2 separate regions of the Hordeum vulgare genome follow, and region 2 is linked to region 1. The links are chromatin contacts, called in public HiChIP or PLAC-seq maps. All regions are on one chromosome and are shown on one strand. The core of a region is the stretch at or near the end of the contact, and the rest is flanking DNA. Distances in the headings are between cores, read along the strand shown.

Region 1 (2,700 bases), core at 187-2,686:
ATGTCGTCAATCTCTTCCAAAAAGGCGGCCACACAGTTATATTGTAAGAAGGATATCATCACTTTATCAATCAAAAGGTACTTACATATTCATGTCTTTATGGTGTGATACATTGGAATATTACTATGCCGTTATGCTAGTGTTGTTTTGTTCATATATTACTAGTTGTGTGTTGTTTGGTTCATATACTATATTTAAAGGATTTTTTGAATGAATACCCAACCTTCATTTCCTCACGCCGTCACTGATGTAGCGTCCACATAAGTAAAATTTTTTTGGTGTGGTAAATAGTTAGTAGAAGCGCATTTTAAGCATACTTTTGAAGTGACATTAAAATCTTAGTAGTGTTGCGGCCATAATAAAGGAAGAGGATTTGTGGCCGTGAGCCTCTTGGGTGGGACGTAGAGTTTTTGCATCTGAGCTAAGTGAACAATATTTTTTTTTAAGATTTTGATTTTTTTGTTGACCAACATTGACAAAAGTTTTAAGTACATGCAAAAATTCGGCATGAAATAATTTTCAAAGTATCGATTCTGTTTTTTGGTCACGCCTTATAAAAGTGTTATTTCATGCCAATTTTTTGCACACACTTAAAACTTTTTTAATGTTGGTTTAAAAAATTTCATTTCATTTTATTTTATTTTATTTTACTGTTCATCAAGCTCATTTGAACTCGGGAGCGGAAGGGCACTTTTGTCTCAGGTGCCACTTCCCCTATGAATATCAAATCTAAAAGAATACCTCAACTACAATTATTTAGGGACGGAGGGAGTAGAAAATTTCACAAGTATATGGAATTTTAAAATATCAAATCTGGGTGTCTAATCTATTTCCGTGTGAAATTTCGTGAAGAATATCCATAGTGTTCTCAGTAAAAAGTGAAAATAAAAACTATGTACTCCCTTCGTTCCTAAATATAAGTCTTTTAAACAATTTTATTAGAGATCTACATATAAAGCAAAATGATTAAGTGTACACTCTAAATTATATATTTAGGAACAGAGGAAGTATAAAAAACTGTTTGGATGGCCATAGGTTGGATTGTATTTTATTCACCATGATACGATGTTTTACTTTTCTTCACCAAACTAAAAACAGGAGTAGAAAGTTCAAAAAAGAAAAAAAACGCGGGAGTATAATGACACCATGTTTGATATATCAAAATTCCTGTTTTTTCTAAAATTATCTGAATTTAATATTATATGCAGGGGTCACCGACGATATACTACCACTATCACAAATAAATGAATGAATATTGTTGGGATGTGATGACAAATCTCAAATCCTTTTCCATGCACGGAGCTACGAGATGGCAGAAGATTCCGACCCCCAATCAGATTTCGTTAGACCAGAGACAGAGGAGTAAAGAAAGAGGCCACCGACGGCCATTGACAGCGGCGCCTCAACCGCCATTATTGGGACAAGAACGGATTACCAGACGGGTTAGTTTAATGCAAAGCACGAGCTGCGCTGTTTACACTCCATCGCTCCCACGCTGTGCACAGAGCACAGTCGCACACACAAAGGTGGCTTCCAGGAATCGCTGAAATAGGAGACAAAGCACAGCACTTTTTTCTTCCTTGCCATGATAAGATAGAGGAGTGGAGGAGGAGGAGCAGCAGCAGCGGCGGCATTGCAGCAGCGGGCTGTGAGAGAGCTCACGCGCGGGGGTATCTTGGAATGGTGGCGATCTCCACCGATTCCTCTCGGATCTAGAGCGGCAGCTCGGCCTCTCTCTCTCTCTCGCCTTCGTCACCGCCGCCGGTGGGGTGTGAGGGCGGCGGGGGAGCGAAAGATGGCGGCCAACCGGGGGATGGTCGCGGGGTCGCACAATCGCAATGAGTTCGTCATGATCCGCAACGACGGCGACGCGCCCGCCCCGGTACGTTTGTCTCCCCTCCCCCCTCTTTCTTCCTGCCTGCTTCAGTGCCTGAATTTGCCGGTGCCATTTCTGTTCGTCACGTCTCGTTCATGCGGTGCGCGTGTCCGCGCGTCGGTGGATCTGGTGCGCGCGCTAGTCGCTGGATCTAGGTTGCGGTGTTAGGTGTAACAGCTCGAATTTCCCCCGATTACGTATGCATCTGCGGGGTTGCTCGTGCCGTTGGATTCATTGAAGAATCCCCCCTGTGCATCAATGGTGGCCCCGTTCATGTGAGGAATTGACGAGCGGTGGAGCAATTGGGAGATGTTCAGCGCCAGGGTTATCCATTCCCCTCCCCCCCTCTCTCTCTCACACACACACACACACACACGTTTCATATTCACTGATGAACCTACCTTACCTAAACATCGTGCAATTCATGCCATTCCCGACGTTTGGATCATAGTTTCAAATTTAGGCCAAGTAGATGATCAATTGCTGATCGACTATGGTACATGGGGGATTGCTTTCTCCTAGTAAGCTGTGTAATTTCACACGGGTGTGTGCTGACCTTGTTTTGATGTTACCGATGCAGGGTAAGGAGGTAAAAGGCGCGGGTGGTCAGGGCTGCCAGATATGTGGTGACACTGTTGGCGTTTCGGCCACCGGTGATGTCTTTGTTGCCTGCAATGAGTGCGCCTTCCCGGTCTGCCGCCCTTGCTATGAGTATGAACGCAAGGATGGGGTCAAATGCTGTCCTCAGTGCAAGACTAGATACAAGAGGCTGAAAGGTTTGTTTCTATACAGCATGCTGATTTGTTATGTGATCTGGATGAGAA
Region 2 (2,768 bases), core at 13-2,512, 200 kb after region 1:
GGAGCGGCTCTCCCTGGGGCGCCGAGACGGGTCGAGGTGGCGGAGCATGGATGGAGCCGACGGAGCCATGGTCGTGGGGGGTGGAGGAGGGAACCGGAGGCGGTCAGACAGGTGAATCGCGCGAGGTGCCGGACCCAACCTATCCCTAATCGAGCTATTCGCCTTACAATTCTGGGGGCAACGAGAGGCGATGTGCCCTGCTCGCCTACAGATGAGGCAGTGTACTGGGTCGTGGCAGGCAACTAGGCAATGACGCTTGCTAAGACAACGAAAACAGCGGCCGGCGAACGGATTTAAAAGGTGCGGCGCAGCTTGCGGGCCACCAGCAGAGGAGACGCCGCGGCGGTCCGTCCGGTGCGTACCTCGGAGAGACCGGGGGACCGAGGGCTCCGCCGGTGTCAGGCGGCTTCCCCGCCGGGCCACCTCAGTCCAGCCCGGATCCGGCCCCGAAATGGCAACCTCGGCCCTCGAGGAGTCGACGATGATGGACTTGACGCGCGGGGCTTGAATGCGCCCGGACTCCTGTGGGACAGGTGATGGAGCCAGATCCCGCGGATCCCGTCCCATGTCCACCATCGGTGCTGGGGAGGAGGCACGGGGCGGACCGTCGGTTGCAGCATAGGAGCACTCTCCTCGGAGCAGTAGCCTCGGCATGGGAGCCGGATCCGGCAGCAGACCATGAAGAACCCGGGGCGACGCAGGGGATGCAGGCGACGGACCATGGGGCGGTGCGGCATCGCGCGGACCGGCGCCTGGAGGGGCCGGGAGAGCCGGCGGACCGCCGGGGGTTGGCCTGCCCCGGCCGGTCATAAGTGCTTGGAGGGTGGCCGCCACGGCCGGAGTGGCCAGCGGCGCCGGGTGGGGGTGGGGGTGTGAGTGAGCTCAGAGCTGTTACTCTTTTGTGCTGCGATTCCACCACCTCCAAAGATCAGTTGCCTCTAGAGCTCACTGTGCACGTAGATTTGTGAGTTGCCGCTTGTACTTGTTTCACTCTTGCGTATTCCTGAGAAAGAAACCATTCCCGCTCTAGCAAATCCACGGACCGGTTTCACCGCGTACGTCGTCCAGTCCAAACGATTCAAAATGAAACTGGAGTCGAAACAACGGAAGGGAGCAAAGCGAAAGAGAGCGCAGGTGGGAGCCCGAAACAGCGGAAGGGAGCAACAGAAGAAAAGAAGCAGCAGAGAAAGAAAGCGCTCTCGCAGCCAGCAAAGACGCCAAAAACGGCCAGAGCTTTTCCTTCCGGCAGGACACACTTTTGCCTTGGCCAGAAGCAAGCCAGACCGGATCGCTTTCGTTTGGTCCCCTGGGGCCTGGGCCTCCCCTCCGTCCCTCCCTCCACCACCAGCCTGAGCCACCGCGCCCAAATCCAAACCAAACCCAGCCCCTTCCTCCCCTTGTTGGCGGCGCGCACGCTACAGGGGTCTCTATCAATTCCACCGCCGCATCACCCACATTCCCTTCCTCGTCCGCTTGCGGCTTGCCCCACACGTGCGAGGGAGATTTATTTCGTCTCGGAGGCAGCCCAGCCCTACCAGATACTACTACTCCCCCGCACGTAGTACCCACCGGCCACGCCGCCCAGCGAAGCCGCCGCCCCCGCCGCCGCCGCCGCGTGCACTCCTCGCCGGCGACCACCGCACCGTCGTCGAGCCCGTCTCCAGGTACACAGCCGCCGTCATCCTTCCTCGCCTCCCGGTCCCGACCCATTTGGTGGCGTGGCGCGTGAACCCCGAGGCGTGGGCGCGCGCGTCCCGCCGCAGCGTTCTCCGCCGAGGCGCGCAGCGATTGGTGCGCGCCGATGGCGGCGAGCCAGGCCGGGGGAGCGAGGCCCGACTGTGGCGAAGCTGCTGCTTGCTGCTTTGTTGCCTCCTCCATGCCTACCTGCTGCCATCTGTTATCTCGACTTGTTAGATCTGTATCGTCGTTGATCTCCATGTTCTCCTCTGCTGTTCGTCTTATCCCAGGGCCTCAGCGAGATGAGGGCGTCCTCGTTGTCAGGTGCGCCGGCGGCTCGTGCGAGATCAGCGTGGGTTGTCGTGCTGCTCGCCGCGCTCTGCTCCGTCTCCTTCGCGTCCGCCTCCGTCGACTCCGTCTCCCTCGCGCCCGCCTCCGTCGACGCAGGTCGCTAACCTTGTCTGCCAACTCTCCCTTTCTCCATGTTTCTGTTTTGCCACGGTCTTCCATGTTGTAGTACTACTCTTCTGGATTTTTGGTTTTCTCCTTCATAAATCACACGGCCTTTGTTTCGATTTGAACCCTCGTATGGGTTCGGCTAAATTAAAAAAGAAAAACTTATCATGGTGCCATTTGTACTTTTACCAAGGATCGATCTCGGATAAGTTGCAACAAATTTTTCCTGCGCTCCATGTGGTTCCGTTGTTTTTTAAGATCCTGGGGCTTAATTAACTTGGAAATTTGTTTGTTGCAAAGATGATCCTTCTACTTCGGGTGGCTTTACTTTCCAAGTTCAAGTCCGGGCCCATCCTGTCTGTCCATTGTCCATCTATGCACTGTAGCACACGCGCAGTCCTACTCTATCTATCGATTGTTTGCACTCGGATCCTGGGCTAACGATTTTCCCCCGGCTCCGTGTGTTGCTGCAGGATTCTCGCCGACGCCCGCCGCTCCCGCCCCTACCCCCGGCTCCTCGGCGGCTCCTCCGCGCCCGCCATATCGCGCCGTCCTTCCCCGCAAGGTCCTCCGTCCGGCAGGTAGTTAATGCATCCTCCGGTCATCCGGTCAATGATGCTTTGGCCAGCCTTCTC

Evidence for each region. HiChIP or PLAC-seq counts read pairs in DNA pulled down with a chosen protein or histone mark.
Region 2: a contact with region 1 is called in an H3K4me3 HiChIP or PLAC-seq map of embryo, with 6 times the contacts expected there. The contact joins the promoter of LOC123426925 here to the promoter of LOC123426920 in region 1. A contact is called at or near these places in 2 of 6 Hi-C or Micro-C datasets (leaf and seedling) and 1 of 1 datasets of contacts at active chromatin or transcription factors (embryo).

Annotation. Positions count from the first base shown.
Region 1 is chr1H:126,043,621-126,046,320 of MorexV3_pseudomolecules_assembly, forward strand. It overlaps LOC123426920 (probable cellulose synthase A catalytic subunit 1 [UDP-forming]), which reads left to right and starts at 1,437. Exons shown (of 14, transcript XM_045110835.1): 1 at 1,437-1,882; 2 at 2,457-2,652. The coding sequence starts at 1,796.
Region 2 is chr1H:126,242,925-126,245,692 of MorexV3_pseudomolecules_assembly, forward strand. LOC123426925 (TPD1 protein homolog 1A-like) reads left to right here and starts at 1,263. Exons shown (of 4, transcript XM_045110853.1): 1 at 1,263-1,664; 2 at 1,968-2,124; 3 at 2,607-2,714. The coding sequence starts at 1,980.